Linked DNA regions of Neogale vison: region 1 is linked to region 2. A link is a contact called in public Hi-C data. All regions are on one chromosome and are shown on one strand. The core of a region is the stretch at or near the end of the contact, and the rest is flanking DNA. Distances in the headings are between cores, read along the strand shown.

The links. A called contact is a pair of places that touch in the nucleus more often than the background predicts.
Region 1: a Hi-C map of muscle shows a contact between it and region 2, with 2.5 times the contacts expected there. The contact joins two enhancer-like sites. A contact is called at or near these places in 2 of 3 Hi-C or Micro-C datasets (fibroblasts and muscle).

Annotation. Positions count from the first base shown.
Region 1 is chr9:73,597,240-73,604,297 of ASM_NN_V1, forward strand. All of the region lies in intron 5 of LOC122917633 (aminopeptidase O), which reads right to left. Among named protein-coding and RNA genes, the nearest start is that of FBP1, 210 kb to the right of the region's middle. Within about 2 kb of position 3,787, the one cell type or tissue checked has open chromatin away from gene starts, as enhancers often do. A contact at or near this core is called in fibroblasts, where this site is marked.
Region 2 is chr9:73,465,381-73,472,125 of ASM_NN_V1, forward strand. It overlaps LOC122917633 (aminopeptidase O), which reads right to left. Exons shown (of 16, transcript XM_044265753.1): 11 at 5,954-6,016; 12 at 5,466-5,540. Among named protein-coding and RNA genes, the nearest start is that of FBP1, 350 kb to the right of the region's middle. Within about 2 kb of position 4,656, the one cell type or tissue checked has open chromatin away from gene starts, as enhancers often do. A contact at or near this core is called in fibroblasts, where this site is marked.

The DNA of each region.
Region 1 (7,058 bases), core at 2,537-5,036, 130 kb after region 2:
CAATGACCTGTTATCTTCTTCCAAATCATGGAATGGAACTGGGGGTCTGCTGCTTTCTGTTATCAAGGTGGTTATTATCAAGTATAATTTGTGGTTGGGAATGTTTGGCATTCCTGTCTAGCAGTAGCCCAGAATGTTTAGAATAGATTTTTACATAGGAGTTCAAACATCTGTCCGTTTTAGGTCAGATTTCGGTGAGAACTTATGCATTAGTCTCTAAACATCTGCAGCTGTCCCAGATTAAATGGAATGGTTTCTTGCATTACGATGACAACAAAGGGTCAAGTTTAAAATTCAGAGTATAAGAATAAGGCTAAGAATGGTAATCAAACATATGCCCATTCTTCCAAATGCCAGATCATATCACCACTTGTAGGTTGGCATGGAAGGCTGTTTAAGCACCGTGCTAGCAAAAGCCCCACTAGTTAGTAGTCTCTAAAACCAATTTGCCTATGGACGAGTACATCACAATTTCATTACGGAGTTCTCTTGTGTGCAATTCCGGTTATCGGAACGTGGTTGGTTTGAAGGGAAGAGCGCTTTATTAAATGAAAGCTGTGTATAAAATTGCAAAGAAACACAACACCCAGTTTTGGAAAGGAAGTTAAAGAAGAATTAAAACAAGCTGTGATGATCTTAACAAAGACACACAAAACCTGTTACTAGGAAGAGCTGTTTGGTCAAATTTCCTGTTTTTCCCTAAGCCCTGGTTTGTTTTCAGCACGTCTTCAGCGCACAGCTTTCTGCTGCTGAGTAACATTCCTGCTTGGCCAGTCCAAAACTGCTCTCCAGGACTTCTTACTTAAACATACTCCAAACAACGTGGATGTTCTCTTTCTTCTCCAGATTGTGGTCTCCACCATAACTGAGAGATGATAAGCCATGGCCTGAAATAGCTGAAAATTAATACTAGAAAGTAGAAAGTCATTCGGGTATGGGTTAATGAGAGTCACAAAATCAAAGTTTCATGAAATGTCTTTTTCAGCCTCAGCAATTTTACTCCAGGAGTCCAGAAATCAGCTTGGACTGGGACAAAGCATATCAAAACAAAGCCACACAAGTGTTGCTGGTTTTATTGACTTAAAAAAAAAAAAAAAAAACTCCTTTGCAAAGACATATCTGACTCTAATAGCAACCTATTATAAAATTTAAATAACTGAATCATACCATTGTGTCTGGAACATAGGGAAATAAAAATTCCTCCCTTGGGAAAAAAGTTTAAAACATTAACATTTTTCTAAGTATTATATAAATTACACAGCTTTATTAAACACATACCATTAGAAGTCTCTTCTATAACTGACAACACTTTTCTTAATGGTCTTTACATGTTTAAATAAATGGCTCCTGAAAATGTGCATTTACATTATATAAACAAAACCTTAATTAATATAAACATACTCAGATATAAACTTTTTAGAAATGTCAGCTTAAAACTATCCAGTCTAAATAAATCCTCTTAGGACTGATCTAGCAAAGCAATTTTTAATGCATTTCTTCACCTAAAAAGCTCACAGAGATTTAGAAGCACAATCCAAAAGAGAAACCAAAATAGCTTTAAGGAAGACCCAATGTTTCATTGATGTAGGAAACAACTGTAAGCACACCCAGTAGATGGATAGTTTTTGAAACCAACTAAGGCCATGTGATTTTATTTTCTTTTTAGTGCTTACTATTATCTCATATCATCTTGCACACTTATTTGCTCTTCTGTTTATTGTTGTCTCCCCAACCTGAACTGTAAACTTCCTGAAAGTAAAGACCACATCTGTCTTGTTCTCTGCTCTATTGTTAACACATAGCATAGTACCAGGCACATAGTAGACCCAAAGAGTGGCTCACTGGAGAATTCACAAATGGTCTGATGAGACAAAGCTAAAAAGACTCTATATAGGGGCGCCTGGGTGGCTCAGTGGGTTAAGCCTCTGCTTTCCACTCAGGTCATGATCCCAGAGTCCTAGGATCGAGCCCTGCATCATCAGGCTCTCTGCACAGCCAGGAGCCTGCTCCCCGCCCCCCTCCACCCCTCTCTCTCTGCCCTCCTCTCTGCCTACTTGTGATCTCTGTCTGTCAAATAAATAAATAAAATCTTTTTAAAAAAAAAAAAAGACTCAGTTATTCCAGTATACCTCACTTTATCCAGTTGATCCCATGTGTCCAAATCTCCAGCTGTTTTCCCCCTTCTTCTTGAATACCCCCAAGTTTCCACTGAATACATGGCCGCCTGGAATAAAGACTACATTTCCCAGCCTCCCCTGCAGCTAGGGGTCAGGAGGTATGAACTAATAAAATGCAAACAAAAGCATTTTGCTGCAGCTTCTGAGAAAGCTCCTTGAGAGACAGCTGATGCAAGCCCTGTGTCCCTTCTTCCTCCTCCTCCCTTCTCCTTCCTGCTGCCCAAATTGTGCATGTAATGGCTAGAGCTCAAACAGCCACTGTAGAGTATGTGTTGAACTTGAGAATGAACATCACCTGTTAGGACGGCAGAGCAGCAAGAGAGAAAGAACGCTAATGCTGGGTGCTTGCCCTGCGGAGACCCACCCACCCTGGACAATCTCCCTCTTCCCTTTGGTCCCATCGAGAAAGTCCTATCTTTTTTTCTTTTGAGAAAGGGGGGAACGGGGGGTGGGGGTGGGGAGAATCCCCCTAGCAGGCTCCACACCCAGCACAGACCCTGACATGGGGCTTGCTCTCATGACCCTGAGATCATGACCTGAGCTGAAATCAAGAGTTGGACACTCAACCAACTGAGCCACCAAGGAACCCCAAGAAATTCCAACCATAATTAAGTCATTATATTTTGAGTTTTCTGTCTTGTGCAGCCACATTAAATTTTAGTGATATGATTTTGAAAATAATCTGAAAAATAGGCACAGGTAGACTTAACATGTCTTTTAAAAATCCATTATTTGACAAACACACTGAGACTCTTTCCAATAAGAGGGAAGTATTTGTCAGCACATATTTTGTCCTCAGAATTAAGTCTGATACTATGAGAAAATATAGAGAAATTCAAGACTGAGTTCTTATCCTTAAGAAGTTAGTGATTTAGCCAGGGAAAAAATTGCCCATCCTCCCTCCCAACACACCCACCCAGAGGAAACAACACACAGCAGCAAAGAATAAAGAGTGAGTGTGTGCAATGAGATTGCAATTGTGGAAGGAATGCAGAAGCCAAAGGGTCAATGAGGACTAGGTTCGTGGGTAAAGTTCCAGGGAGGATTTGGCCCTTGAGGTGAGCTTCAAAAGAGGCTGAACCTGCAGCAGCCATAGAAACTGGCTGGGTGTCCCCAGGGCGGGGATGGGCAGCCGGGAAACCTCTGTTTCAGTAATGAGCACAGCATGTTCAAGGAGACTGGAAGGAGGTCAACCAGATGTGTGGCCTCTGGAAATCAAGCCCTCCCTTTTCTCAGAATGTGGTCTCTCCGCCTTGAAGAGAGTCTCATAAAGGATGGCTCACCTCACCATTCACACCCTCATTCAGGAGAGGAACCTCTGCTCCAGATTGTCCCTGCCTTACACACAGCACATGCCTGATACTACGGACGACTTCCCTGAGCCTGCTCTCCGAGACGCCTCAGACCCAGCATCCTGCTTTTCTTCAGGGATCCTGCTCCACGCTCAGCCCAACAGTGACTTCTAGAGAACTGTGCTTCTTACTGGGCAACGGACACGTGCGAAGTCTTGTTCACCTCCCCGATGAGGTGTTCTAAGTTCAACTGTTAGGCAGAGGTAGGGTGTTCTGCCTCCTACGTTGTGAAACAACAGCAAAGCCACAGACTGAGCAGTCACTGCTTCCAAAGAAGAGGCCAGGGAATTTGATTACTCACAAGCTAACCACAGTCACAGGATGAAGGAGCAACTTTTCTCATAAGTTCCCTTTCAGCTGTTCCTCATAAACAAAGCCATTGTTCAGGTTCTAAAAATGGACCAACCAACACCTGAGGAAAAGAACGGTGCTGTCTACGCTAAGGAGTGACTTAGGCACAGGCAGGATGTGTTTTGGAAGAGCAAGTGTCATTATACCACTGAGGAGCCCAGATGAGATCAGGTGAACAGAGGGATTTTGATGGAATCAGGGTCCAGGCAGCTTTACCTTGAGTAACAGACTGAGGAGAGGGCCCAAAATGTAACGAATTACCTTATGGTATTTTTATGTCTAGAGGTGAGGAGGAATGAACCATCTCTCTGGGGGTTTGCTCTAAGGCAAATGAAACCAAACTTGATTGATTCTTTTTCCAAAATGGGGCCTAAAATGGCTCCCAGGAACCCTCCCTGGCAGCCTGGTGGAACAGGAAAGCACGGGCCAGGTGGTGAAAAGACTTAAGGGCTAGCATAGCTCTACTGCTGTGGAACTTGTCGTTGACTTTGGTTTCTGTATCTGTCAGTGATGAGGGGCTGGATTGGAGATGATCTGTCCCCGAAACCCACTCTGGCTCCAATAATGACTCTGCCGGTAACAGATGAGGGCCCAGGAAAGAAGGAAATAAGATTTTCTAACTTCGTCTTCTTTTCTGCCCGTCGCCATTTCTCCATATGCCCCAAATCACGTTAATTCGTCAATTAATAAACAGCCATCCTCGGCTGCACTCTCCTCTGCAGCTCAGCGAATTTCATGCTTGTCTGGTGACAGCAGCAGCTGCTGCTCTCCTCAAACCACATCCTTCCCCTTCGTCATGAGGCCTCCTCGCTAGCCACAGTTTGCCTTGGCCAGGGCTCCCTCTGCGTCAGCTTCCACCAGAAACTGCCACCCATATGCAGAGTTCTAGTTCATCAGCTTCTCTGAAGCAGACCCAGCTGGCCAGAGGAGCATTCCAGGTGGTCAAGACCAAAGAATTTCACAGCATCGTAGGCATATTAAACCTGAAAGGGACCACAAAACGCATCCACTTCGACTGCCTCCAATTTACAGAGGAGGACGCTAATGCCCCAAGAGGTTTATTTATCTAAAGTGGCCTAGCCAGAACTAGAACCTAAATGTACAGACTCAAAGGCCATTTATGATTCTGAAATGACTAAAACAGAAGCTACTATTTATGGTGTGCTCTGTGTCAGGCACGGTGCCCGTTGACTTCTTAAGGTTAACATGTACAAACTTGAATTCAGGATCTTTTCTTCAAATCTGCTCCTCCTCCTGTCCTCCTACTTTCCTCATGACTCCCTCACATAAAGTTCTTGATTTCTGAGAACTTCCTGTCATTTCTTCAGAGCCTATCTTGCCTCTCTCCAATTTTCTCTACCAGCAGAATCTTCAATCCTGATCCAAACCAACTTTGCCTCTTGTCTGGACTATAGTCACACCTTGGACCTCACCAAGCCATTGTTACCACCCTGTTCCTGTCAACCCATCCTCCAACCAGAAGCCAGAGTAATTCTGTAAAGACATAAACCAGATCATGTCAGACCCCCCTCTGTTCTTATCTTGCCACTGCTGAAGCCCCCAGTCTTCCCAGTACACTTGAGATGAAGCACACAATTCTAGAAGGCCCTGCCTTTTTTGGCCCCGATGACATCTCCAGTCTTGTTTCACCCCAGTCTTCCCAAAGTTCTGTAAATTCTACCAACACTTCTTTCAGTTCCTCCAAACTCCAAGTTCCTTCCAGCCATAGGCTGGCCCTCTGCATGAATTGCTCTCCTTTCTGTCCTAGCCTGGTTCATGTCCCACTGTCTTTCAAATCTCAGCTTAAACATTACTTCTCCAGATGGACCTTCCTCAAGACCCTGCTAGAAGCCACCTCTTCTGTGTAGCATTTACCAATTTGTAGTATTTTTTTTTAAGATTTTATTTATTTATTTGACAGAGAGAAATCACAAGTAGATGGAGAGGCAGGCGGAGAGAGAGAGAGGGAAGCGGGCTCCCTGCTGAGCAGAGAGCCCGATGCGGGACTTGATCCCAGGACCCTGAGATCATGACCTGAGCCGAAGGCAGCGGCTTAACCCACTGAGCCACCCAGGCGCCCCTGTAGTATTTTTTTTTTTCAAGAATTTAATGATCATCTCCCCAACCAGACTATAAGCCCCATGAGGACAAGGGACTATGTCTATCTGTTCATCACTATAGCCACAGAATTTAGTGACAGGCACATAGTTAAGTCCTAAATAAATATGTGTTGAATTAATATATTAATATATGTATGCTCTTAACACTTACCAGATTATATCAGATGATAGAAGATATAGGAACCTAGAGTCTGAGATAGGTTAAAAAATGGTCCTCCAGAAGATATCCATGTCCTAATTCCTGAAGCCTGTGGATGTTACCTTATATGGCAAAAAAAGAAGGAAAGGAAGGAGGGAGGGAAGAAAGGAAGTGAAAGAAGGAAAAGGATAGAAAAGAAAAAAGAAAAGAAAAGTAGAGAAAGAAAGAAAGAAAGGAAGGAAGGAAGGAAGGAAGGAAGGAAGGAAGAAAGAAAGAAAGAAAGAAAGGGAAGATCTTTTGTAAAGTGATTAAGCTAAGAATCTTGGGATAGGGAAATGATCTAGGATTACCCAGACATCCTAGATGCATACAACAGAAGCTGGAAGAGACAAGAAACAGATTCTCTCTATAGCCTTGGGAGAGGGTCTAACCCTACCAGCACCTTGATTTCAGCCCAGTCATACTGATTTCAGACTTCTGGCTTCCAAAACTGTGAAAGAATCAATTTCCATTGTTTCAAGCCACCAAGTTTGGGGTAATTTGTTACAGCAGACATAGGAAACTAATATAGAATCCACAACATTATTTTGCTAAAATATAGTGGTTTACATCTGGAAAAGTTTTACTTCTTCCCAACATTCCCCATCTCTACTCTGCCATACGTTGTTCGGCCACAGGTGACCATCACATCTTCATTCTCGGCACCACTCCTGCCATGCATTCCCCGAGTCAAGAATTAGCAGTGAGGAAGAAGAAAATTATACGGCAAGACAAAAGAAACCACTGACCTGTAGAGGTAAAAATGTTTCAAAGCTCAAGACTTCTATAAAAACCAAAGCAACAATGTCTTCATCTTGCTTCCAAAATGTTTTTGGATGCACGAAGATCTTCTGTTTTCACTTCCATAATAAAGGAAATA
Region 2 (6,745 bases), core at 3,406-5,905:
GAGGGTAAGTGGATGACTATACTTTAATTCTCTGAGTTGTGCTAGTCGAAAATGGAAGGGATTTCAGTATACTCGTAATTCTTAGAATTATTTATATAAACGGTGGACTCTTAAGAAAATAAATCTACAAAACAAATGAAAACTTAATGGTATAAAATCACACAGATCAGACTTCCTTCCTGAGGCTACCAAAAATACATTTTATCAGCAATTCTTCCTTGGTCCAGCTTTAAAAAAAAGGGGGGGGGGGAAGGGGGCAGAAAAAGCCAAGATCTTTGGAGACCAGATCTAACTTGAGACCTGGGTACAGAGAATTTGATAAAATTATGTATCTGCTAGAGATTTACAAGGAAGAAAGGGAGACCCACAAATAAGACCCAGTTCTAAATATTGCAGCAATAAAATAACGAATTGCATATTAACAGCACTGTAATTACTCTTTTTGTTTGGTTTCTTTGTAATTACTTTTAATAAATTACTCTGCCTCTCCCCATCACTCAAGTAAGTTGTCATCCAAAGGCACAATCAGTACAACACAGGACACAAAGCCATTCACAGATAGGGAAGGCGGCTGGTGCCTCAAGAGCAGTGACTCATTAGAACCCATAAAGCTTTTCTATAGAGATCAAGTATCAATGAAGCTATTGTAAGCGATTACAGCTATATAAATGTAGACCTGTTATGAATTCTCACAGGGCAAGAACATTTTCGAAAAGAAGCAAGAGCACCAATGCCTGGGAAACCACTCAACACCAAAGCTGCCTCAGTTGCATAAGAGTGGCTGCCTGAAGCCTACCATTCTGCTGAATGTGGGGTAGATCCTATAAAGTGAAGGGACCCTTGGTTCAGCCCTCTCTAAATTCATCTTGTGCCATTTTGCCAAGCTTTGTATCCTGACGGCTCCAGAGTCAAGCCTAACACCGTGACCGTCTGCTGTCACAGGTCCAAGTAAGAGCCAGATAATTTTTATTAGTCTTAAATCGTTTTCCAGAAATCATAAACTTAATATAAAACAGATCTTTGTCACAAAAGACAAACAGCAGTAAAGCACTTTGTTAAATAGTTTAAAATTTGTACCTACCTTTAACATGTTGAACATTTCAATATTAGAATTGCAGTAAAAGCATTTTCTTCGAATGTATAAATATTTTAAAAGCAGCAATAAATGTGGCAAAATGCATAAACCAAATTGGGTTTTATACACAATTTTTTAAATCCGTAATTATCATTCATACCAACATGATCATTGCAGTTCAGAATCAAACGAATGGAAAAAGCAAATGAAATAAAAGTGACAGAAAATGCTTCAGAATCTAGGAAGCATATTATCACAATGAAAACAGTGCCCTCGTTTGTTTTCTCTAAGACTCAGAAAGCAGAATTTATCCTTTGGCTCCAACTGAAATGGCCATTAAATATGATATGAAGTCCACATTTTCACAACCTTCTTTCTAGATCTTTGTTTCACTTGATATTTCAAGGAAAACTTGACCAAATTTTTAACAATTTCATGCTTTAAAAAACTATTTTTCAGGTTCCTGCAGGAAAGAACAATTAGGTTACTTTAAGGGGTGCTTTTGTTAGAAACCATTTGCACCTCACCTAGTGTTGCTTATAGCTAATCATAACACAGGCCAGACATTCACCCTCGCCAAAACCACTAGCTTGGAAACTAACACATGTAGGGACAGTCTGTTAATAGTAATAGCCAACCTTGTTATTACTGAATTTTCAGTGTTTTGAAAGTTTGCCAATGCATACGCGTGACATCATCATATGTACTTGATGATGACCAGAAATTAGTATCTTAAAATTTATTCTCCATACATTATCACATATGCTTCAAATAGGATTTTAGGTGCTTCTTCTGAATCTCAAAATTGGCATTTTCTTCTTCTAAAGGAATCATACGCCATTCATATATTTTCCTCAATATGCAATTTGTTCTTTATACTACAGTATTATTAACCCTTAAAATAAAAAGTAAGATTTAAAAACTTTGTATTTCATGTGGATTTATAAAAGTGTATTATCCCTTAATCTTTTAATGTGATGGATAATTTGCATTTATCTTCGAATAGTTAAAGATAAAAGCAGAAAAAAAATTATGTTCCTCTTCTAAAACCAACAGCCACTCAGCTACATCTAATAACATTATTTTTAAAAACACACGCTATACAATTCGCTGTTGCCACCACCATTGTTTCACTGTCCCTTGAAGAGCAGGCCGATCCATTCCCCCCTGGCAGTTGTATAGCTGTTTATGTTCTCCTTGCTTTTCTGTCCCACAAGTTATTCAAACTAAATGAAAGGAATGTGAAACACTTAAGAAGAAAGACTATCAGAACGTAAGGAGAGTACACCTGAGGACCAGAGGCAAAAGAGAGGTGAGTTTTGTCATCTGAAATGAAGAAAACAGAGACCAGTAGGAAGGAACAGAGTCGCAGCACTGGAAAGGGGGCAAAGATGTGAAGAGAAAAATTAAATGAAAGTAAATGTCAGAGAAGACAAAAGATGTGCCAGGCAGCCTGATGTAGCTTCAGGACGAGGAGAACTGAAAACCTGTAAGCACGGCTACCTGATGGGTGGAGGGGTGGGAATGACTCTTGCACAGTAAGCAGAAGAGCCTGGAAGGGCCAGGAGAACATTTTAAATCACTTCTCCGCGTGGTACCTCTCACTCACCCCAGTTTACTTTATTTCATTATTCGTTATTTTAACCCACAGCTGAGAACAAGTAAGTTTGTTTTGCTTCCCCTTCTGAGTTCACTGAAAAACTCAACCCATAGATCAGCCTGTGCTGACCACTTAGCACCTTCGTGATTTTCTTTAAGGGGAAAACAAATATCTCCTGTAAGATCACATTCACTACCTCTAATTCCTTGCCCCGTTGCCCGCTTCCAGACTCTGGCCTTGCACCACTGTTCTGTTTTCCTTCCTCAGGCAGCTCAGACGACTCTGCTTTCCACAAGTCAGTAAATACTGGAGGAAAAATGTTCCGACCTTCCCACAGTTAAACACAGACTAGTTAACCAAGTTCAGTCATCTGGGCTGAATTCTGCGTGAGCCTGAAAGATGTAAACAGAGACTGGGAGGATGGAGGAAGGGCAGTGTGCGGGAGAAGTGGGGCAAAGAAAACAAAGTAGGCAAATAAAGGCAAGGGACAGACTTAAAATTAGGCCTACCAGAAATGACTAAACTAATTTTCTTATTTTACAGTAAAAGAAAATGAACAAAAGTGAAAATACCGCAGTTTTATTTCAGTGATTAAAAAAAAAAAAAGATAGTGGATGCGTTAAAAAGGAGAAATTGACTAATCTGCTTCTACTTGCACTGTGGCAGACATTTAAATACATTTATGAAACTCAACAGTGAATTTCAACTACTCAGATTCCTACTAATAACAGGTTCAAATTGTTGCTACAACAAATGACCTCGGTTTAATTACTCATTACCACACAGAATTCGATCTGTACTTCGGAATAGACACTCGGGCAAACAGGGGACGGCACCTCGGCCACCAGCTGCAGGGTGGCTTCTGTGCCTTTCAGAACTTGCTCTAATGCCCTTGGTCACTGATCACCCTCCCTTTCACCCTGCCCTTGAAAATATCGCATGCTTTGCCTCAGAGAGCTCCAACCCCTCTCCTGGATGCAACAGAGGCAAAACTGGGGGCAAAGGGCTTGGCTGCTGGGCAGAGCCAGGAAGAAAGACTGGACACGCTGATAATTAATATTCTCTGATCCAACTCTGAAATATCTTATCTTCTGGCCCTCTCCACCTCCTCCCTCAAAGCTAGTCAGCTTTAAGCTTCACTCCTTGAAAGGAAGTTCAGCTCGTTGGTCCCAACCTACTTTATTTCTGTATCCTCTTTAAAACTGCTGCCCACATTTTCTAAGAAGAAAAGCCAAACGTGCGCCCTAGCTCTCATACACAGCCTCTATCGAGAAGAAAGGCTCAGCAAAGAACCCCATTTTCTTGGGAGGTGAAATCCTCAGTGCCCTCCTTCTCATTCTCATTCTCAGAAGGCAATGCTCAGATCGTGGGTGTCACACATGTGGTTCCTTCAAGTTCAGATGTTGAGTGATGGCACCTAGTAATCCACAAAGGTAGTGGCTTCCCTTCATTCATGCGTGACATATTGTGCATCTGGGTAACCATCCTTTTTGGCTTAAAAAAATAAGAGCCAGAAAATATTCTTTTGAAATAGTAAGCAAGCCATAAAACTTTTCCCTTCTTTGGACATTTTATGATCTCATTCATCACCTCACGGACATTTTTTAAAACACCTGGCGCATGAAAGTTAAACAAACACAACCTACCATAGCATGCTGAGGTATGGTCAGAAAACTCAAGTATATTCAAAATGAAACCGTTTTCTATTACTGTTTAACTCAAGTGACAGATATGACTGTTTAAAAAGGTAGGGCTGGGGTACCGCTTTTCATGCACTGACTGTCTCCCTACAAATGACGAGGATCCTAGGCCAGTTCTTTTCCCAATTCTCTTAGAAGCTGCCCTTGGTATCCTTACATGCACTCTGAAACTTTGGAATCACCTTCATTATGATGTGCTTTGTGCACATTCTCGGACGCTGCAATGCCCATACTAAGGCAACACATCAGAGAAGTTGGCAGCAACGCTATCAGCAAGAATTTGGCTTCAGAATCAGGAGTGATTCATCATACATTCTAGCAGCAGAAAAACAACACACATCTATTTTAATCCTTTGGTTCTATCAAGAATCAAAAAACAGTAATTAAGTAAATGCAACAAAAATCGTACCTGCTGTAACACTGGTAAAACATTATTCAGAAAACAACACATAACTTACCTTATTTCATAATTTTTATTACAATGACGAATCAAGTTTTAATTTAACACAATTTCAGGAGAAAATAGGTAATCCAAACTTCTGCAAAGTAACATACTGAAATTCTAAATTTAGAAAAACAAATTTCTCATTTGCTTTACAGTAAATAAAATCCCTTCCTAGTGTTTCAAAAGAAATCCACTTCTTTCATCTCTCTCCGTTTTTTAAGATTACTCTAATTTAAAATCTAAAGGCTAAATGAGTAAGTATGCCACTGTATCTATCACAACCAGAGAAACCTGATATTGGGGGCAATATATTCAGAACACCCCCCTTTTTAGAGGTACCTTAACAACTGTCATAATAACTACCAAGGGGTCTAATAAAATAATGGAATCCGCTTATGCTCTATTTAATGGGTATAAAACAGATCTCCACTCCGAGTCATTCTCTTACTCCCTGAGAATATAGTATGTCCATGATTATTAACATTATCAACCAATATTTCTGAATAACCACCCACATTTATTCGGCTTACTGGACACCGAATTAAAACTTAAAAAATGCTACTCTATTGTTACCACCAAGTCCTCAGGGGAGGACGGGGAGATTTCTCAAGAACTCCACCCAGTGCTGTCTTTCGGGGACCCTACCTTTTCAAACACTTCTTCAGCCTCCCTTCGTTTCCGTTTTCGGGGTCTCCGGTTCACTCGAATCCATTTCTCGACCTAAAGTTCAAAAACCACAGAACAATTTAAACGCGACGACGAGTCCTGAGGGCCGTCCCTCTGCGTGAGAAAGAAACGATCGACAGCCTCGCGACGCTGCCGTCCAGGGCTTCACCTGGGGAAGCCACAAGCACCTTCCGGGCCCGCCGAGATGCCTCAGCGCCGGGGACCCAAAAGACGCGCGCGTGTGCGGCGCGCCGAGGCCGTGACCTTCGCCCGGGCCGCTCCCTCCGGTCACGGGCCCGGTCGGCCACCCCCGCGCCGGTGCGCGCGGGAGCCCCGGAATGGGGCCATCTTACCCACCGCTGTCGCGCGTCGGCGCCGCGGGGAGTCCGCGATGGGGCTGCGGCGCCCGACCCACCGCCCCAGAGAAGGAGGGAGGGGAGCGCAGGGAGCGCGCCTCCCGCACTCACCTCGGCGCTCACTTGCCGCGCGAGCCCGCACTCCGCCCCGGCCTGGCGCTCCCTCTGCAGCGGCTGCGGGGGAAGGGGAAAGAGTCAAGTTTACCCCGGGAGCCACCCCAGCCTCCCTCCCCCGCGCCCCACCAGCTCGACGCGCTGACCCACTACCTCGCCCGCGGAAGGTGAGGGTGGGAGCGATGGCCCCGCCGCCCGCGCCCAGCCAGCGACCGCTGCCCAGCCGGCCCGCCAGAGAGCAGCGGGCGCGCGGAGCCCGCAACACCTAAGGCGCAGCGCGGGCGGCGGGGCGGCGCGGGGCCGGGGCGGCGGCGCGGGCGGGGGGCGGGCGCTGGGGCGGGGGCGGGGCCTGCCTTAAAGGTATAGGCGGCCGCTCCGTCCTCGCCGCAGGTCGCCCCCGCCCCCGCCCCCGCCGGCGCGCCGGCTATTTTATTGTTCTCTTTACGAACGTCTTCCTTCGCTTCTCCCCGCGTCCCGCCCGCGCCCGCGCTCCCGCGCCCTCCCACGCGCGGATCGACCTGGGCGCGCACGCCTTACCTTTCCAGCCCCCACCCCCTCCGCTGGCCCCTGCGGACCTTCGCTAGGGTTTCTCCGCCACTGTGCGATCAAGAGCGTGGCCCGGCCGCAGGCGACAGGGCTTAGCTCGAGAAGCGCCCCCACCCCCGTGGCTAACCGAACTCCCTCTTCGGGTCAGAAACTTAAGTGTCCAGATGGCCTTCGCGGAGCGGAAAGGAACTTTCCTAGTGGATTTTTTTCCGGGAATGGATTAGACGCCATTAAGTAGACGTT